2 separate regions of the Mus musculus genome follow, and region 1 is linked to region 2. The links are chromatin contacts, called in public ChIA-PET maps. All regions are on one chromosome and are shown on one strand. The core of a region is the stretch at or near the end of the contact, and the rest is flanking DNA. Distances in the headings are between cores, read along the strand shown. Region 1 overlaps Atp10a (ATPase, class V, type 10A). Region 2 has its middle 77 kb from the start of n-TEttc7.

Region 1 (5,358 bases), core at 2,780-5,279, 240 kb before region 2:
TTCCATATGTGCAGTTTGTGCCTGAGAGTAGGTTTCCCAGCAAGGAAAGCTGGCCAGGAGGGGCCTCCATACCACACTCCTTCTGTAATCCTAGGAATGACACCATGTAACTAAAGAAGGCTTCCTGCCAAAGACCCCAAATATAGGACCAATGAGATACAGAAAGAAAAGAGAAGAAAGAAGAAAGAAAAAATGAAAAACCAGATGGCCCCCTTTCCTGTGGGATTTCCTCTCAGTTTCACCTCTGCACTACAGCCACCCAGGTGATAATAACAGGGCTGATCATCCAAAGGGGAAGTTGAGCTTCTCCACCAAGGCAAGCTGTCTTGTGATTGCCCACGCTGGGGAATACAAACACTTCAGTCAAGACAAGCCTGACAAACTGTCTGAGCAGAAGAAATTAATCCCAAGGTTGTTTCTTCCTTTTTTATAACACCCAAAAGAGTGGCATTTATTTTGGGGACTTGCCTTAAAAGTCAGCATTATCCAAAGGGACTGTAACAAAGTCACAATTTGGCAGAGTGCTTAGCATCTGCCTGGCCCTCAGTTCAAGTCCCAAGGCACACAAATAGAAAAATCCGATCATAAGATGAGAGAACACTGCTGAGCGTTCCCTTATCATCCTCTACAGTGCACAGCAATGTGAGGGAAGAAATGGTAACAGAAGGAAAGGAATCCTCAAAGATCTTCCACACCCCAAACCTTTCTGTGTGATCTGCTGCCAGATAATCCAAAAACCTGGATCCTAGTCACTTCATAGTGCAGCTGTTTGCTATAATAGGCAATGGAGTTGCTGCGGATAGGTACCACAGCAGAAGTCCCCAAGCTCAGAGAAGCTTCCTACCACCACCGCCACCACCCACAAAGGAACTGGAGGTGGCTGCAATGCTCAGCCTATACACTGCATCCAGTCTGAGGCCAGGCATGGTCCGATGCTTTTACCTGTCTCTTACGTCATTTTTTACATCTGAGATATTCTAGGAAATGATTTTTGTGTACTTGCTTTCAAAACATAGTGATGCCTGTAGGGGTCTGGATACACTGACTGTTCTGAAAACGCTAAAAGTTCTCCTTGATGGATGGCTGGCAAAAGCAAGCCGTAGCCAAACAAACCTCAAATCGTGGGTCCAATAGGGTTTTCCTCGTCACTGCCTTTAATAGCCACAAAATCTTTGGGATGTGTTCGTACCAAATGGTACACACAGAGTAAGCAGTTCCAACCACAGGAACAGACAAGGGATGACGTCATTCTGAATCTATGAAAGTCCAGTGGTAAGCATCGAAGTGAGGGAGAGGAGAGTGTGGGAAAACACAGTAAATTCCATGAGTGCTAAATGGCAGTCACTCTGCATCCTCCCTGCTACCTACAGCATCACTATTCATGGCAGGCAGTGCAGGAGTGGTACCCAGACCTCTGACACTAACAAGCCCAGTAAGCTGTGCTTTCAAACCTGGTTTTAATACGTTTTATTTATTTATATGGGGAGAGGGGCATGGATGTGCCACAATGTGCATGTAAAGGTCAATACAAACTGCAGGAGTAAACTCTCCCCTTCCACGGTATCCCAAGGGTCACATTCTGGTCATCAGGTGTACTGACAAGAACCTTGACACACTGAGCCCCAACCTGGACCTGTTAAAAGGGTCTGGAATTGTATCATCAGGCAGAACTCACAGTCTTCCATCCTGCCTAGAGGAAGTCATGGCAAGAATTTCTGTCATGGTATTTATTAAAGCACATAAATACTTGTAAGTTATCTTTACAACAATAGGCTCATGCCAACCATAACTCACTGAGAAGCAGACAAGCTCAAGGATGTACCCTGTCCAAATCCAGAAGACTCTCCTAGGTGGAATGGGGACATTATAGGGTATCATAGCCTGTAAAACATACAGGAACCTCTGAGACAGAAGCAATCTTTTCTTACAGACTGGAACTTGCCACCAAGAATAAAGAATTCCTCACAGCAAAACACACAGCTGGAAACAAGGAGATGATGGAACTAAGAAAGAACTCTGAGGTAAAGACCAAGGAAAGATATAAGGGAGCATCATGAGGCATGCTGAGAGAGCTCTAGGACCCGCCAGTATGGAGACTCCACACTTCAGTGACTCCTCAGGTTTTTCACAGTAGCTCCCTCTGACCCAGCAGAAAATAAGCATCCCTTGGAGATGGTGCATATGCTACTGTTTTTACTTATTTCCTTATTTAGAGCCAATCTCACTACCTAGCCCTGGCTGGCCTAGGACTTCTGCTATTTTTAGTGTTTGTGGCAGGATGATAGGTAGAAAGTAATGTGAAAACTTACAAGAAAGGAGATTTTAAAAGCTTTTGTGAGATGACTGGAAGACACCATCAGTGCCTGCTATGCTTGAACCAGCATCCCAACAATGCCCACAACAGCCCAGCCTAACCCACCTGGCCTCCTAAGGCTTCCATGGCCCCACCCGTCAAGCCAGGCTGGACCTCATTAATGTAAGTACTAAGACAGAACAGAATGCCCTAGTGCCAGAGGAAAACAGACATGCTACCAGAAGTTGTAGGCAGGGTGAGTGCTATAGCCCTGTTAGATACACAGACTCAAATGAGATGCTACAGACTCAGTCAACGCTTGCTCTCATAGCCTAATTCAACACCTATTCCCTCTGAAACGGATCTAATCATAATTAGGAAGAAAATCCATTCACAGTCATACCTAGTTGTGAACTCTGTGAACTCTAATAATGACCAGCATGGCAAGCTATATCTATGGGTATAAGAGTGGCAGCCGGGCATGGTGGCGCACACGTTTAATCCCAGCACTTGGGAGGCAGAGGCAGGCGGATTTCAGAGTTCGAGGCCAGTCTGGTCTACAGAGTGAGTTCCAGGACAGCCAAGACTACACAGAGAAACCCTGTCTCGAAAAACCAAATAAATAAATAAATAAATAAATAAATAAATAAATAAATAAATAGAAGAGTGGAATGTACATTTTGGGGGTTAAATCTTCTTCCTTATTAAATTTAAAGCCCACACCACAAGAAGGAAACACATACCTAAGTACTGAAAATCTGACCAATACCACATGCTTTTAGAGCTCATAGGTCCAGGGATGATCCTATTACTATTATTTAGGTAAATGGACCTAGTATTAAACTGTTCCCTGAATCATATCCCTCCAGCTACAGATTCGTGCACTCTCAGACTTCATCAGCAAAGTTTGTTGATGCTGTCAATAGTGGTTAACCCAGAAACTTAGGACTGTTCTAAGTGAAGAGTGCCAGGGGAGAGCTTGGCCAAGTTGGTGAATCTCAATCACACTTTCATCTCTAAGACTTAAAGACCATCATGCAAGAGGAAGCAGAAAGAGTGTTAAGAGCCGGGGTCTGGGGAGGACCAGAACGAAAGTGTCTTCTGGATATGATAAGACCACTATACTCATTAATTCACAGCATCAGTGGTTGCCTGCATAAGACCTGCAAAAGATCAAGCCAGTCAACATTTTAGCATGAAATAAAAACAGGTTCTGTGAGTTCCCACCCCTGGCTGGGGAGCTATGGTTATCTAATGGTTTTATTCCATTCCATAGATAGTTTTATTTATTTATCAATCTCAATGGATAGTCTTACACACACACACACACACACACACACACAGATTTAAATAAATGCAATATGGACTTATTTAAAGAGGACCGCAAGTTGAGGGGATAGCATAGAGAGATTGGATGGATTAGGAAGAAGAAATGGGGAAGAGTTGGAATGAATCTGATCAAAATACATCATATGAAATAATAAAATATTCAATAAAATACTTTATATGTACACACACACACACACACACACACACGGCAGAGTGAATGTTTCCTAAGATTAAAACTGGAAACTGTGGGCTGGGCTTGGCTCCTAGCTGAAAGGTAGGAGTTAAAACCACAATCATTTTTCAGGTTAATGTCTTTTTTTTTTTTCACTGCTCTCTTAGTTTCTGAGTATTGGCTGGCAAAGACCACGGTATCCATCACACTCAAAACAACAAAGCAGGAAACAGGAACCGGCCCGAAGCTTCTTGCCTGCCACAGAGAGCCTCTGTAGTTTCATATCGTGCTCTGTACACGGGACAAAGCTGTTTGTTTCTGCTTTGTAATATGCAGTGCTGTGTTCTACTGCTGAACAATCACTCTAAGGAAATATTACTATAAAAATAAATACATTTCTCTTTTCATTCAAAGCGGAGGAAGATAGGCAGGGCGCCGTGAGCACACCCACAAGCCTTCCCCTAGAACACTTTACATTTGTTCCTAAGTCTCTAAGAATGTTTTGCTGATAGTATCTAAGTCTTAATTTATCTACAATCAACCTGATTCAAGTACAGAGGAAAAAAATACTCATTTTGCTCCGTTTTTGGTTTGGATTTTGTGGGGGGAGGAGGGGAGCAGGTTGCCTTTATTTTTCTTTCAACTCATGGGAACACACTATTTATAGTATTATTTTCTCTTGGCAGTCAAATACATTATTAACCTCTGAACTGGATATTTTTTAAGAAAAAAAAAACAAAGTATAATTCTCTTATTTTTGACAGGATCTACTCCAACTCCTTCCTAGCAGAAGATGACCTTGGCAGACACACACCCACTTCCACTTCAGAGTGCTGGTATTACTGGTATGTGCTACCAATGTCCTTGGTTTTATGCGATGCTGGGGACTGAAGCTAGGGGTTCATGCATGTTGCAAGTACTCTAAAAAGTGGTCAAGAGCCCCAACTCCATATAAATTATTTTGCAGCAATGACCACACCTCACTTCTGACAAAGACGCCATTACAGCCCATGATCTACCCACCTACAACAAACAAGTGACACATTTTTAACTTGTGTTTTACACGTTAAATGATAGAAACATAGATAATGATTCTACTGTAAGGCCAAAAGCATGTCATTTTCATGTCAGCCCATTTCCTTTCCTGTAGTCTTCTGGAATAAGACAAGGAGCATGGCAGTACCCTGGTCTCAAACTCAGCAACCATAGAGCTTAGGGTATAGAGGGAGCAAGGGAGCAAGAAGTTGCAGAGTGAAGCCCTAGAAAGTACCCTCTTGGGGTCTTCAGAGGGTTCCACCGGAGCTTTGGCCAAGTCTTAATGAGGAAAGAGAGGAGCAGGAGTCAGAGATGCTGAGTTGAGCATCTCCACAACAGTTCTAGTTCTCACCAGCCAGGAGAGATAAATCAGACATTTCAGAGGCCAACAGGTGAACTGGTAGATACTATCTCAGTCGTTGGGAAAAGTAAGCCCAGGAGAAAGGGCTGCTTGGATCCCACCTAGGCAAAGTGCAAAGGAGGCCTCCAGAGAAACAAACAGAGTATGCTAGCTGATTCTAAAACCCCT
Region 2 (5,426 bases), core at 1,944-4,443:
CTGATAAAGAAAAGCCATTTATGTCCACAGCTGAGGTGAGCATCTGGGTCAGGAGGAGTGCTACACACAGAGGATTCAGTGACCACTGAAATGAGTGAGTACCGTGGTGAGTCACTGTGATGTATGTTTAATGGCCATTCTCACTTTCTTTCCAGACACATCCGTGCCCAAGGGGTTTCCTGTTCTTGTCCCATGCTTATCCTTAATTAAAGGATGTATTCCTGGATACTGGTAGAAAAATCTTTCATCTTCATGGCCTAAATAACTTGGCTGCTCCATCTCCACATGTCTCAAGGATGGGGCAATTCTGTCCAAAGAAAAGATGCGGTATGCATGAAAAACCTCACTGCATGTAAGAACTTCTGACCTCTACACTTCTAAGTTGAATTCATTCTGCTGTCATGGGATAGCCTGGAGTTTGTGCATAAAGAAAATGTACTTTGATCTATGTTTCTGTGTTTACATGTACTTATTTTCACAGCCCTCTTCATCAGATGAGGAAGCAAATGTTAGCCTCTTGTTACTGTAATACATTCCTGAGATGATCAGCTTAAAAAGTGAAAAGGCTACCTCACTCAGGATGATGCCCTCCAGGTCCATCCATTTGCCTAGGAATTTCATAAATTCATCCTTTTTAATAGCTGAGTAGTACTCTATTGTATAAACGTACCACATTTTCTGTATCCATTCCTCTGTTGAGGGGCATCTGGGTTCTTTCCAGCTTCTGGCTATTATAAATAAGGCTGCTATGAACATAGTGGAGCATGTGTCCTTCTTACCAGTTGGAACATCTTCTGGATATATGCCCAGGAGAGGTATTGTGGGATGCTCCGGTAGTACTATGTCCAATGTTCTGAGGAACCACCAGACTGATTTCCAGAGTGGTTGTACAAGCTTGCAATCCCACCAACAATGGAGGAGTGTTCCTCACTGATAAGTGGATATTAGCCCAGAAACTTAGAATACCCAAGATATAAGAGACAATTTGCAAAACACATGAAACTCAAGAAGAATGAAGACCAAAGTGTGGACAATTTGCCCCTTCTTAGAATTGGGAACAAAACAACCATGGAAGGAGTGACAGAGACAAAGTTTGGAGCTGAGACAAAAGGATGGGCCATCTAGAGACTCTCATATAGGGGGATCCATCCCATAATCAGCCTCCAAACGCTGACACCATTGCATACACTAGCAAGAGTTTGCTGAAAGGACCCTGATATAGCTGTCTCTTGTGAGACTATGCTGGGGCCTAGCAAACACAGAAGTGGATGCTTACAGTCAGCTATTGGATGGATCACAGGGCCCCCAATATAGGAGCTAGAGAAAGTAACCAAGGAGCTGGGGGTATCTGCAACCCTATAGGTGGAACAACAATATGAACTAACCATTACCCCCCGGAGCTCGTGTCTCTAGCTGTGTATGTATCAGAAGATGGCCTAGTCAGTGGAAAGAGAGGCCCATTGGTCATGCAAACTTTATATGCCTCAGTACAAGGGAATGCCAGGGCCAAGAAGTGGGAGTGTGTGGGTAGGGGAGTGGGTGGGGGGAGGATATGCCGGACTTTTGGGATAGCATTGGAAATATAAATGAAAAAAACCTAATAAAAGAAAAAGAAAAAAGTGAAAATGCTTATTTTGACTCTATTTCTTACTCTATTTCTTTTGGGGCTGTGAGGAGTCAGTGCATCATTGTGGTGTCATATGGTCAGGAAAGTACTAACTACATGGTAGCTAGAAAGCAAAGTGAGAAGAAAGACCATAGTCCTACAGGCAGCTTCAGGGGCATGCCCTTAGACCAAGTGTCCTAATGTACTCCATCTATAAGCCCCACCTCCTACTACCTACCAATAGTCCCAAAGTCTTGAGATCAAGCCTTTAACACAGGGCTTCTAGAGGCAGTGGTTCAGTTCTCCAACCCACAAAAATGCAGAAGCCATGCTACTCTGAACACAGCTGAGCACATTTCACTTGACTGTAGCTTAGAACCATAACTAAATTCCTGCAAGCCAAGAGGATGCACAGGGATTGTAAGAAGCATGGAGATTAATTTTAGAGTAATGATGATGATGACGACGATGACATGAAGACAACGATGATGGCAGCGGCGATGTGTGTGTGTGTGAGTGTGTGTGTGTGTGTGTGTGTGTGTGTGTGTGTATGATTAGATTTGGGGTGCTAATCCATACCAGAAATCTCAGCATTCAGAAAACAAAGGCAAGAGGATCACCCATGAGTTCAAGGACAGCTTGGTCTACATTGTCTTGAAAAAACAAAACAAAATTTGTGAGAGAATTTTAAAAAAATTTCCTGTAGGTTATAAATGCATAAGGAGGTTAAGAATGATAAAATTAACATTTATTAAATGATAACTTGAAATATTAGCAACATAATAAAACAAAAACTTTCCAGGGTGAGTTCATACAGAACTTTGCCTCCCTTAGGAATAGACACACCTGTGCTTGTTTGAATGAAAATGGTCCCGACTGGCTCATAGTAAATGGCATTACTTGAAAGGATTGGGACAATTGGCCTTGTTGCAGTACGTTGTGACATTGATGGAAGAAGTGTGTCACTGGGCATAAGCTTTGAGGTTTCAAAAGTTCAGACTTTTCCTGCTGCCTGTGGATCCAGGTGTAGAATTCTCAGTTAACTGGCCAGCACCATGTCTGCCTGCATGCCACCATGCTTCCTGCCATGACAATGGTGGACATAACCTTTAGACTGAAAGCCAGCCCCAATGAAATGTTTTTCATCATAAGAATTTTTGTGGTCATGGTGCCTCTTCATAGCAATAGAAATCCTAATGAAGACAACATCTTTCTTGAATCCTGAGCATGTTGTTGTCATTCATAATCTTGTTTGGAGCATTCTTGCAATCCATTCTTTGTTCCTTAGCACACAGAAAGGCAATGTTTTACCTGAGTGTGGTCTCCTGATGACTTTCCTCCCAAGGGAATTTCTGAATAACCAACTAGGCACATTTTCAACTCCAGAATACGTTAAGTGAACATCGCTGGCTCCGTGTGCTCACACTCTTCAGTGTGACTCACTTGCTACCAGGACACTCTGTGAGGAACACAGTCTTTCTAGCTTGGAGGAAGTCATTGACTTTTATTTCCTTAATGTCACCTCAGGTCTCTGCTGTGTTATTGTTAGTGAACTGAACAAGGGTTTCTCAGAGAGAATTAGCTGTACAGTCATCTCCCAAACCGTATAACTGTCAAATCACATCCTGTCTAGGGTTGCCTATTGCCTAACAATAGAAAAAGTTCTATTAACTCCACTTTGATTTCACTTTCCAAGTAGAACCTCAGATACTTGCTCAGAGATTACGGCCAGCTGGGCCCTTTGTCTTCACACTTATCTCATTTGTTGCAACTCATCAGGGCTGGAGTCATACTTCTGGTTTACAACCACCAACTGAACATAGCTTTTTCTACAGAATCTCTTTGTAAAAATTATGAGTATTTCCCTCTAAACAGTGAAAAATTTTGTCAGCCTCCAATGGTTTATTTGGTTCCCTGTTTATTTACGAGGAGACATTTCTAAACCAGTTTTGGGAGGTGAAGATTTTATCGATGTTTTGGGCAAATCCTTGATATATATTGAAATATGTGCACAAGTTCATTTAAGATAAAAATATATAAAACATAAAATCTCCCCTCATCCTGGTTACTCCCCCTAGTATAATAGGGAATACGGCAGGCTTTAGTATGTTTCTTTACTTTTGACTTTCATTTTGATTTTTACTTGATATACAGTAATCACACATGCACTGTGGTGGTGGTGTACACAAGTGTATCGTGGAACAGTCAGGTCACCATAACTGGCATTTCTGTCACCTCGAATACCTGCCACTTCCCCACGTGGTAACACTGAAGTGCTTCCAATGAGCTGTTCTGAAACATTCCTTTGACTGTGGCTGACTGCAAGTATCCTGTGTGCTATTGAATGTGGAAAGCTATTGTCCATTACTCACCCTCTCTCTGTTCCATCATTGCTTTTCTTTATTTTTTTTTAAAAACATGTAAGAGTATCTGATACCCTGTAATTGGAGTTACACTTACAGCTGTGGGCATCCATGTCTGATGCTGGGAACCCCTTGGGATTTAAATGAGAATGACCCCATAGACTCACAGGTTTGAATGCTTAGTCATGGGGGTGGGACTGTTGAAAAGATTAGAAGGTATGGCCTTGTGGGAGAAAGTGTGTTACTTGGGGTGGGCTTTGAGGTTCTTTAGAACCTAAGTGGGTCACTGTCTCTTTCTGTTGCCTGTGGATCCAGATTCTCTCTGCTCCTTCTCCACACCATGTCTGCCTGTGTGCCATCATGCTTCCTACCAGGGAGATAATGGAATAATCCTCCAAAAATGTAAGCAATCCCTAATAAATGTTTCCCATTATAATGTTTTGCTTATGGCGTCTCTTCACAGCAATCGACCATTGACTATGATAGAACCAAACCCTGTTCCTCTGCAAAGGCAACAAGTGCTGTTAACTGCTGAGCTTCCTGTCCAGACCAAATCCTTGCTTTGTTATGATTATCATGCATATAATTATACCTTCAATTGATGATTCACCACCCAGATTGCCTAGCTTGGCATGTCCAACCAATATAAACTCAATAATATCTTCATTTTTTTTTTTTTTTTTACTCAGCTAATTCCTGAGTTTTGCCCTTATGCTGTCAAACAGAATAATTAATTTGTTTACCCCTCTTGGGTGACAGTCCTTTAATTAATTATTATAATATATTCATATGTTCAACTTTTGGGGTGGATGTTTGGTCTGCTCTGGCATCTTCTTTCTTTCAAATAAAGAACTGCTGTCTTCTCTTGTCCTCCCTTCTCCTCTGACTCCCCATATCACTCTATCTCTTATCCCTTCCCCTCTCTTGCTCTCCCTATTCTTTTCCTCCTAATTCTCCTTCCTTCGCCCTTTCTCTCCTCCCCTTTCCTCTCTTCTTTCTCAATATTGAGTACTGGGCAACACATCAATCCCTGTCTTCTATGTGACATCTAGCATTAAAAAATGATTTTTTTCTTGTTCATACACTTATGTTTAGATTTACTTGGTCTTTAATCCACCTACCCACGACCTTTAATTTTCTTGTGTGTGTGCATGCATGCTGTGAAACAGGGTTCAATTAATTTTTTATCAAAGGCACTATTTATATCACATTTATTTTCACTGACAGACAAGTCTGCAGGAAATCGAGCTCTGAATATGTGTCTGTTTCTAGGCAACATGTTCTTTCCATTTATCACATGTCTGGCCCTGTGCAGTGCTACTCTGCTGTAACTATAGCTTTGTCGTTTTCTAGGTTCTATGACTTTGGGAATGCCAAAGATATCTATAGCTTTTGCAATCATTTCTGTGAATTTCTATAGTCAGCTTCTCAAAATATACATTAAAAGAGGAAAATTA

The links. ChIA-PET counts read pairs in DNA pulled down with a chosen protein or histone mark.
Region 1: a contact with region 2 is called in an RNA polymerase II ChIA-PET map of memory CD8 T cells, with 19 read pairs. The contact joins two enhancer-like sites. A contact is called at or near these places in 1 of 484 Hi-C or Micro-C datasets (cerebral cortex) and 4 of 115 datasets of contacts at active chromatin or transcription factors (CD8 T cells, bone marrow-derived macrophages, effector CD8 T cells and 1 more).

What each region holds. Positions count from the first base shown.
Region 1 is chr7:58,710,667-58,716,024 of GRCm38.p6, reverse strand. The region is part of intron 1 of Atp10a (ATPase, class V, type 10A); the gene reads right to left. It overlaps Gm39019 (a long non-coding RNA gene), which reads left to right. Exons shown (of 5, transcript XR_003946773.1): 3 at 4,559-4,639. Among named protein-coding and RNA genes, the nearest start is that of Gm39019, 18 kb to the left of the region's middle. Within about 2 kb of position 4,029, at least 77 of the 459 cell types and tissues checked have an H3K27ac peak or open chromatin away from gene starts, as enhancers often do. A contact at or near this core is called in CD8 T cells, effector CD8 T cells and memory CD8 T cells, where this site is marked.
Region 2 is chr7:58,473,173-58,478,598 of GRCm38.p6, reverse strand. No RefSeq gene overlaps it. Among named protein-coding and RNA genes, the nearest start is that of n-TEttc7, 77 kb to the right of the region's middle. Within about 2 kb of position 3,193, at least 24 of the 459 cell types and tissues checked have an H3K27ac peak or open chromatin away from gene starts, as enhancers often do. A contact at or near this core is called in CD8 T cells, effector CD8 T cells and memory CD8 T cells, where this site is marked.